Regions from separate parts of the Zea mays genome. Here region 2 is linked to region 1. A link is a contact called in public Hi-C data. All regions are on one chromosome and are shown on one strand. Each heading gives the region's core, a stretch centred on a gene start, on an enhancer-like site or on the middle of the called end of the contact. The rest is flanking DNA. Distances are from core to core; before and after follow the strand shown. Region 1 holds the start of LOC100501088 (Lipase-like). Region 2 holds the start of LOC100274563.

What was found. A called contact is a pair of places that touch in the nucleus more often than the background predicts.
Region 2: a Hi-C map of tassel shows a contact between it and region 1, with 4 times the contacts expected there. The contact joins the promoter of LOC100274563 here to the promoter of LOC100501088 in region 1. A contact is called at or near these places in 13 of 25 Hi-C or Micro-C datasets (bundle sheath, ear, endosperm and 5 more) and 1 of 3 datasets of contacts at active chromatin or transcription factors (seedling).

Annotation. Positions count from the first base shown.
Region 1 is chr9:20,078,944-20,083,549 of Zm-B73-REFERENCE-NAM-5.0, forward strand. LOC100501088 (Lipase-like) reads right to left here and starts at 2,622. Exons shown (of 3, transcript NM_001398821.1): 1 at 2,085-2,622; 2 at 1,497-1,919; 3 at 455-841. The coding sequence starts at 2,544. The coding sequence ends at 624.
Region 2 is chr9:20,432,384-20,436,989 of Zm-B73-REFERENCE-NAM-5.0, forward strand. It overlaps LOC100274563, which reads right to left and starts at 2,015. Exons shown (of 3, transcript NM_001148918.2): 1 at 1,701-2,015; 2 at 1,311-1,526; 3 at 1-1,181. The coding sequence starts at 1,941. The coding sequence ends at 544.

The DNA of each region.
Region 1 (4,606 bases), core at 1,372-3,871:
ACTTGGAACCAGCAACTTGGTCGTTATTTTGCTCTGCTGCATTTAATTTCATCTGTTTGAAACAGTGCTCATGTTCACCGGTCAACCAGCCTTCGCTGTCCGGACACCGAAAGGTTTGTTGTGATGGTGTAGCGGCGATATGGATGCAAAGAAACAGATGCTTGGAGGGCTCTTATGATATATCTTCTGCAAGGACTTGGTGATGGTGCGTTGGAGGCTTGGAGCCAAGCGCAAAGACCCTATCACGGGCCCTCCTGACGGGCGATACGGATAGCGCTTTGTTCAGATATTTGGACTAGCGCTCAGTTGCAGTTGCAATTTAATTGCAATTTATAAAGACAGAATACGGTAGAAAAAGTAGAAGCCGTTTCCGAATAAGTCGCAGCAGACAGGCTACCTTGGAGAGTGATTGCTGCAAAAGTTCTCTATAAAGCCCCGACCACATGCCTTGGTTCCATGAAAAATCTATACCATTTGATTTGTAAATGAAGACCACCAGTATAACAAGTTACAAGAGGCAACACATGCATGCAGCTGCCGGGACACTTTTTTCCCGGCAACGTAAACACAGGTATAAATAACATGGCAACAATAAAAAATTAATCGCCCTCCCCTCGCTTAGCTTAGCTGTGGAGGATGGCGGGGCGGCAGTAGGGCCCGTTGAGCCAGCCGTCGGTGATCTGCTTGTAGGCGGCCTCGGTGAGGTGGATGCCGTCCCAGCTGAGGTGCGACGCCGGGCTGGAGCACGCGGACGCGCCCGACATGCCGCACCGCGCGCTGTTCTGGTAGTTGTACTTGCCGCCCCCCGAGCCGCAGCACGCCTGGAACACCGAGCTGAACCCTGCAGGTAGGCCGCGCCACACAGAGAGAGAGAGAGAAAGGAGTCAGACAGAGGAAACCACACGGGCGGGCAGTGATGCGTGGGCCGTGGGCGTTCCCGCAACGTGCAGGAACAGTGCCCCCGGCCCCGGCCGGCAGGCGTTCAATTCGCACGCGTTAAGTTGGGGAACATAGTACGCGCACAGGCCGCGACGCCGAGCAGGTGCGTCCGCCTGCCACCATTTGTTGGGGCTGGAGCCGGGGGTCTGCCGCTCCGCGCCTAAAACAAATGCCCGCCGTTGCAGGCGGCCGTCACGAGCGCGGACGGGCCGGGACCGGTGCATTTTTCTATTCGCCGCCGCACGGCACGCCCACTCTTCCGCAGCGCCCGAGCAACGGTCATGTCGTCTGATCGTCTCGCGGTCTCGCCGCTGCAGCCTGCAGGCCCGACTGAACCATGTCGTGCACATGGTACGCCATGCATGCTGCGCCTGCGGCCTCGACTGGTTTACACACGTGACGGGCTGACGGCCTCGCCTCTGAGCGCCGGGCAGTACCCGCCAAGCCGGCACTTGCTCGAGGTACCGTAGCCGCCTGGACGAGCTAGCTAGCGTTCCGTCTACAGTCTACTGCTCACGAGGTCATGGACGAGGAGGGAGATGTTCATGTAGACGTACCGTAGCTGCCGGGGTTCTTGACCATGTCGTAGACGGCGGAGTAGAAGTCGGCGTACATGATGCGCGCCGACTTGTACTTGGCCTGGAGGGCGGAGATCTGGGCCTGCAACTGGGCGTTGTGGTTGGTGGAGAGGTCGTTGAACTTCTTGAGGCAGCCGAGCGCGTCGTAGTCGGCGCTGTTGGAGGTGCCGTAGACGGTGAGGTAGATGGGGAAGCAGCCGATGGGGAGCACCCCCGGCACCACCACGTCCGTGGCGCCCATGGCCAGCAGCTTCTCCACGCCGGCCGCGATGGCGCTCACGATCTGCGGCGTGTACGTGCTGGCCTGGTCCGCGTTGTAGTTGCCGAACAGCATGGCGTTGTAGTCGTTGCCCCCGAACTCGCCGAACACGAACAGCGAGTTGGCCAGGTAGCTCTTGCAGTCTGCGTGCGGGTGATGATGATGGTTGATGGTCGTCAGTGAGGGAACAGAGGCTAGCAGAGAGATGATGGCAGGAGAGAGAGAGACAGACAGGCTAGTATTTTCATTCGTCCTGGCACGCATGGGATGGGATGGGATGGGGGTGTAGTGTACTCCTACTCACTCACCCTGCCCGCACACGGCGGAGGTGACCTGCTGGAACCACTGCAGCTGGAAGCTGATGGGCCCGTTGTTCCAGATCTTGTCGGAGAGGCCGAGCGAGCGGAAGAAGGGCGCGTCCATGGCCGTGGCGCCGGTGATGGCCATGTTAGCGCCCTTCTTGAAGTCGGCCGTCGTGGACTTGGACGGCGGCAGGAACGGCAGGCCGAACCTGGAGCAGAGGAAGTCCGGGATGACGCGGCCGTCGCTGCAGCGGCACGTCGGCGTGCCGAAGTAGGTCTCGCCGTAGGGCGGCTGCGTGAAGGTGATCTGCGACGGCCTCCCGTTGGTGCAGAGGTTCCCGGTGTCGGTGATGGAGTCGCCGAAGTTGAAGATGGCATTGTACTTCTGCGCCGCCGCCGCCGCCGACGCCGCGAACGCCCACGCCAGAGCCACCGCCACCGCCACCGCCAGCCGCCCGCTCCTCATCTCGCCTCTCACTCACTCTCTCAGCCTACACCGGACACGCGTTGCAGAGGAAGTCGAGTCGAGTCGAGCAGCGCGCTGGGAGAGCTGGATGGAACGACGAGGCGGTTGGCTTGGGTGGGGCAGCGTTTTATAGCCTCGCCTCGCGGCCTCGCCCCCGTGAGGCTGAGGCCCTTCCGCTGAGAACAAAGCTTTTTGCGTCGCGCCCGTCTGCCTAGCGCAGACACAACACACGGAGTATTTGCATGTACACCAGCGCGCGCTGCGCGCCTCGCCTTTTGCGCCGCCGGTATCTCATCCGGGCCGGGCCGGGCCGGGCGGCGACCATCCGGACCTGACCTGGGGTCCCGTGCTCCCATGGCAGACCAGACCACTCCGTCACCCACCCGACCCGATCGCTATCCAACGGTGCAGGGTCACGCGCCGGGCGTGATTCGGCCGTTACACCACCATCTCCACCGTCCGCTGTCAACCTGGCTAACCACATGTCGTCATTCACTCATTCCATTGAACAATACGTATAGTAGTAACAAACAAGCAAGCAAGCAAGCAGACGCAGACACGCAGTCACGCAGCGCGGCTGACCCGATGGCCGTCCGGTGGTTGCCTTTGCCCCGGCACCGGCACCGGCTGCGCGCTCCGGCGAGGACGAGCGCATTCGTTCCGTGCGCTGTTTGCCGTCCTTTTTCTTCGGCCGCTTTGCGATCCACACGGCACACATCACACACACACACACGACACCACACCAGCGACTTCCATGTGATCGCCGCCTTTCGGGTGGGCAATGATGGGCGGTTCCGTGCGAGGAAGGAAGCTGCTAGGGGCCCAACCAATAATCAGGCGGGCGAACGACGTGAGTTTTCTTCCATCCGGCCTGCTAATCCCGCGATTAAGCAGCCGGTGGATTTGCTCCTCTCCTTTGCTTCTCTGACGAGAAGACTCGGCCCGCACCTACTTTGGGCTGGTAGTAGTAGTAGTAGATGCTGCTTTCAGTCTCTCAGGGCAGGGCAGGGGTCATCTAGAATTGGTAGCAGACGTGGGTGACCCGGCGGCACTCGTCGCGCCTCCTTCGCCCTAACTTTCAAAAGGGAACCTGCACCAACTATACGCTAGCTGTGGTGGTGTCGCGTCGCGTCGCGTCGCGTGCATGGGAAAATGTACATGAGCAGCAGGTTGCGTCTGCAGCCTGCCGGCATATGGTACGGTACCGATGCTGCTGTTCTTCTACCACCCCTTGCTTGATTCCGCCCCGGCCGGCCGGTTCCACGAAACTGACACGAGTTGTCTGCTCCGGCGGGTCGTAGCACCAGCGTACGGCGGTGGACTACAAAAACTGTCTCCCTTAGCACAACAATTCGAACTTGTAATTCGATCGTAGTCGTCGTATAGATGATGTTTGAATCCTGAATATATACATGTGTGATTCTGAGTCCTAACCAGTGCTGGTACTTATAGTTTTTCCTACGTTAGAAAATAATATGGATCTGCATCCTACGTTAGAAAATAATATGGACGACGTGGGCACGCTGGGAATCGAGCGTTGTTGCGCCCTGCTCTAATAATTAATTAATTAATTAATTAATTTCCTTGTCGATGCATGCTTGCATCGCAAGTGTTTCCAGATTAGTCCAAAACAGAGGAGCACGTTACAGTATAGGTGGACCGTGGACGTTCGTGCATGTACAGGAGGGCGTGCCTTAAACTCGAGCACTGTTATGCCAGTGGGTGCCAACACGGCAACACACACACACACAACAAACCTAACCCGATGGAGATTGGTGATGGGAGGAGGCTAGGGGCCCTGCACCACGATGATCACCACCATTAAACTCAAACCTGCCGTTGTGTCGCTGCCTTGACCTTGATTGAAGCATATGCATGTAGATGTAGAGGGATCCGCACTAGCGTACTACTACTACGCATCAGCGCATTCTTTTGTGTTGTGTCCGTGTGCTCTCCCAGAGATGAGAGAAAAGCAGGCCCAAATTAACCGACCGGCCGGACCATGCACTTCCGAGATGCTGCGGAACAGGTGCAAGTGCATGCGTGCGTGCGTGACCAGCAT
Region 2 (4,606 bases), core at 765-3,264, 350 kb after region 1:
AATTTATTATTCTAGCTCTGCCACTGCCATTGAAGCACGGTCTCTTCTGGCGACAAATTCCTTGGCAGAGCTACGCCGCGCGCGGCCATTCAAGAGTAGCGCAGCGAAGCCACTCTGGAAGCCATCGAAGGCCTCCTCGTCCTGCCCTGCCTGATAGATAGCCTTATTACTAAGGGCTTGTTCGGTTAGCTCTCAATCTATATGGATTGAGTGGGATTGGATGGGTTTGAATCCCAAACAAGTCAAACTTCTTAAGAATTTTTTCCAATCCCATCCAATCCATGTGTATTGGGAATAACCGAACAAGGCCTAAAATGGCACGCTAGGCTACACAAGTGATCTTAGCACTGCTGTCGCACGATGATCACGAGAGAATTATGCTTATATAATTGATTATTTCTTGCAGTTGCAGACCACCTCCATCGTCTTCTTGCCTGCTTCGATTCCAGCTAAAAAAATTACAATTAATCCGATTCCCCTCCCCTAACTTGAGGGGCCAGCGAACCACCAACCAGCCCCCGACCCCCGGTCCCGGAGCAGCCTCTAGGCCGAGATGGCCGGGTGGCAGTAGGCCCCGCTGACCCAGCCGTCGGCGATCTTCCTATACGCCGCCTCCGTCAGGTGGATGCCGTCCCAGCTGAGCGACGACGCCGGGTCAGAGCACGCGTACGCGCCGGGCATGCCGCACCGCGCGCCGTTCTGGTAGTTGTACTTGCCGCCGCCGGCGCCGCAGCAGGCCCTGAGGTTGGTGCTGAACCCGTAGCTGCCGGGGCTCTTCACCATGTCGTACACGTGGCTGTAGAAGTCGGCGTACATGACCCGCGCGCCGGGGTACTTGCTCTGCAGGCTCGACACCTTGGCCTGCAGCAGCGAGTTGTGCTGCGCCGACAGCGCGTTGAAGCGCTTCAGGCAGCCGTACTGGTCGTAGTCGCCGGCGCTGGAGGTCTGGTACAGCGTCAGGTAGATCGGGAAGCACCCCACGGGCAGCACGCCCGGGACCACCACGTACATGGCGCCCAGGCTGATGAGCTGCTCCACGCCCTTGCCGATGGCGTCCACGATGGTGGCGCTCTGCCCGCTCGCCTGCTCCGGGGTGTAGCCGCCGAAGATCTGCGCGTTGTAGTCGTTGCCGCCGAACTCGCCCAGCACGAACAGGGACTTGGACAGGTACGACTTGCAGGCTGCGCGAATCGGGTTATGTTAATTAATGGCCACCTCATCGATCGGTCATCTTCTTCCATGGTCCATGGACCATGCGTGCGTTGTGCGTGCATGGGATCTAAATTTAACGGCGCCACGTACGTACGTACCCTGCGTCGAGCCGCAGATGGACGGCATCAGCTGCTGGAACCACTGGATCTGGGTGTTGAGGGGCCCGTTGTTCCAGATCTTGTCGGCGATGCCCAGCGACTGGAAGAAGCCCGAGTCCATGGTGGTCGCGCCAATGATCGCCATGTTGGCGCCCTGCTTGAAGTCTGAGCCGCCCTGCTTCGACGGCTTCAGCAGCGGCAGCCCGAACTTCTCGGCTGCGCGACAGCAACGACAAAAGCAAAAGAGAACTTTCAGCATGCCAGCCACGTCCCGTTCGTCCCCGTCGAGCAGAGCAAAACCGTCTTTTTTGGAGGGAAAACCAATCGGTGCGTTTGAATTGAACGTCAGGACGTGTGTACGTGCGTGCGAGCAAAGAGTACGGTACCCACCCAGGAAGTCGACGACGAGGCGGCCGTCGGAGCAGCGGCAGGTGGCGCGGCCAAAGAAGGTCTCGCCGTAGGGCGGCTGGGTGAGCGTCAGGCCGGCGGGGGGACCGTTCACGCACAGGTTGCCGGTGTCGGACATGGAGTCGCCGAAGCTGAAGATGGCGTTGAACTTCTGGCCAGACACGGCCAAGAAGGCAGAGGAGGACAACAAGGCGAGAAACGCGACGGCCAGCTGAGCCGCCATTGCTGCTGGCGTGTCTAGGCGTGCTCCGGGCTAGCTAGCTTGATGACTCGATCTGCGCTTATACTTTGGCTGATGACCATGCTTGCAGGGGCTCCCCGCTTATATAGAGGGCGTCAATGGCGTGGGTTGGGACGTAGCTGTTGCGCCCGTTAGCCCACCTCGTGGCAGTCTCCTTCGCCGGGGCTGTTTGCCTGCTTAACTACTACTACTAGTCCACCCGCCGTCCGTCACTCGGTTGTTGTGCGTGCATGATGCATGGGCTGCTGTGCTTTTCTCCCATTGGATGCTTTCTATCGTCTTTTCATTTCTATTCTACCAGTTGTAGAGTACTAGTATTTTTTTTCCTCGTGTTTTATCCTATCAGTATCAAATCTTGCTCTGCTTTTGGTAACCACTGTCCAGTTTTTTAAGATGTATCTTTTGTTTAGAGAAGAAGTTTGTGTATTCTGGGAATGAGATGTTGAAATGGGTCAAGCGTAGGAGGTTTGGTCCTGCACGGGTCATTTTCGAAACTCTAATACGTGCTTCTTACTTAGGTCTTATTCTGTTAGAGACCGAGAGCTGGAATAAACAGAAATTGGAGAGGATTAAATCCCTTCCTATTAATTTTTGAATAGAGATGATTTAATGTCTGGTTTTATCGGGAAGATATATAGATCTTTCCCGAATATCATGTATGTTAAAAAAGAGACCAGAAAGGAGCGGTGTTATTTGTCGTCATCAATTTCTGAAATAGATGCTGCCCACAAGAAAGGGTAGTTTAATGGGGCATGAAAATGTGGGTTAGACATTTCCTCCTGTTCCTAATCCGTGCCCAATAAAAGCAAGATGATTGAAGGCATGAAGCATGGGACAGCGCGTATAGTATACAGTGCAGGTTGGAGTGTTGGACCAGCTATGTTTGATGCTTGTCTAGTTTAGGAGCTGCTACTATTTCATTACTGAAACTAACACCTTTGGCTTTACCCTCCTAATCATTCTCCACTAACCTGTATAATCTATGTGGCTGACACCTCATACAAGTAGAAATATCCTTTTGGTTAGCTTTGATGCTCTGGATTCCCGAGTTCTTGGCTCCCTGGCAAAACATTTCATTGTAGGAGAGGGGTCAGGTAGGGTGACCCGTGATCCCCCTCTCTCCCTTGCTGTTTGTATCAGCTACTAACCTTCCTTAGGTCCATAATCAACAAAGCAGCCCCCAAACTGGACTTTCCAATTATCCAGCATGTGGATGACACACTGGTCGTCCTAGAAGCATCAGCTACACATCTCTTCTTCCTGAAAGGAATCTTCCAGTCTTTCAGTGACTCAAGTAGCCTGAAAATCAACTTCTCGAAGCCAATGATGGTCCCAGCCAATGTAAGCAGTGAAAAACTTGATCACCTTTGCAAGAACATTTGGATGTGCAACTTGTTCTTCCCCCCCTTCACACATATTTAGGCTTGCCTATGGGGCCTAAGCAGACCAGTGTGTTCTGGTGACACACACACAAGCTCATCCTATTTTCAAATGGCTTTGGAATGGAACCCCCCCTCCCCTGACATAGCAAACACAAGGTGTTCTTTTGGCTAGCTCTAATAAAAGACGGAGTAAGCACAAGGAACATGTTTACTGAAGAAAAACAATGATGACGCACCTGCTCTTCCACTGTCCCTTTGCCAAAGATCGTTGGAGGTTCCAGGACTTCCGCCTTTTTGCAGACCATCTCACAACCACTCAGATCATTGGGGTTTGGAGAACATTCGTAAACGCTTCCTTCCTGGACATTTCCGTCCTTTTGTGATGGCCCCATCTGGGATGGCATGGAACGATGTCATCTTCAGAAACAAGAACCCAACTAATGAAGACTGTAAAAGAGGTGTTACGGTGGAATTGATTCTGTTGCTTCATTCACAGGACAGAAATTCATCAGACCACTCCCCCTTTTGCTGGAGATTATTGCCTAACTGTATGAGCCAGCTGAACAGCACTCTGGTTCTCTGGTTGAGGTCGTGTTGTGTCAGTTAGACGTTACCCTGGTCGCTTTCTTATCCTGCTTTCCCGGTTCAGGCAACAAGTAGCAGGTCAAACAGCATTGTCACAACAGGATTGCTGGCCAGCACATCTGCCCTGCTGCCAACACTATATCAGAATGCCATGATATAAACTATACCAACTAGCGTTTGATATGGCTTTACAGTTAAGAGAAGAAGAAACAAAAAACGGCGGTTCGTCGTCGTTACATTTGTAGCGGCAGTGCTCGATGGATTCCCATCCCCATGACACCTACGCCGTACCTGAACACGCCAATAAAAGCTAGGGCTCAACAACTCCAATAACGTGGTGCGGGGGAAGGAGAACACGCACTACTACTAGCTGCTAGTGCTACTACTATTCGCGGCAGGCGGCCGGGCGGATGGCGTGTCAATTCTTCAGCGAACTCGGCACCCGTGTAGTTGCGTGCAGTGCAGTCCGTTGCTACTGTTATCCAGAGGAGAGAGAGAGGAAGAGAAGTGCGTTTTAACTGTAAACCAGATTAACGGATTGTCATATCAAGCACATATCGATCGCGTCAGACGACTGTTTGATTCAGAATCTAATTAGTCATCTGCAGATCAGACTGTTTGTTTCGGAATCTTGGATGGATGGATGGATCAACCACAAAGAATAATTAATAAGGTAGGTA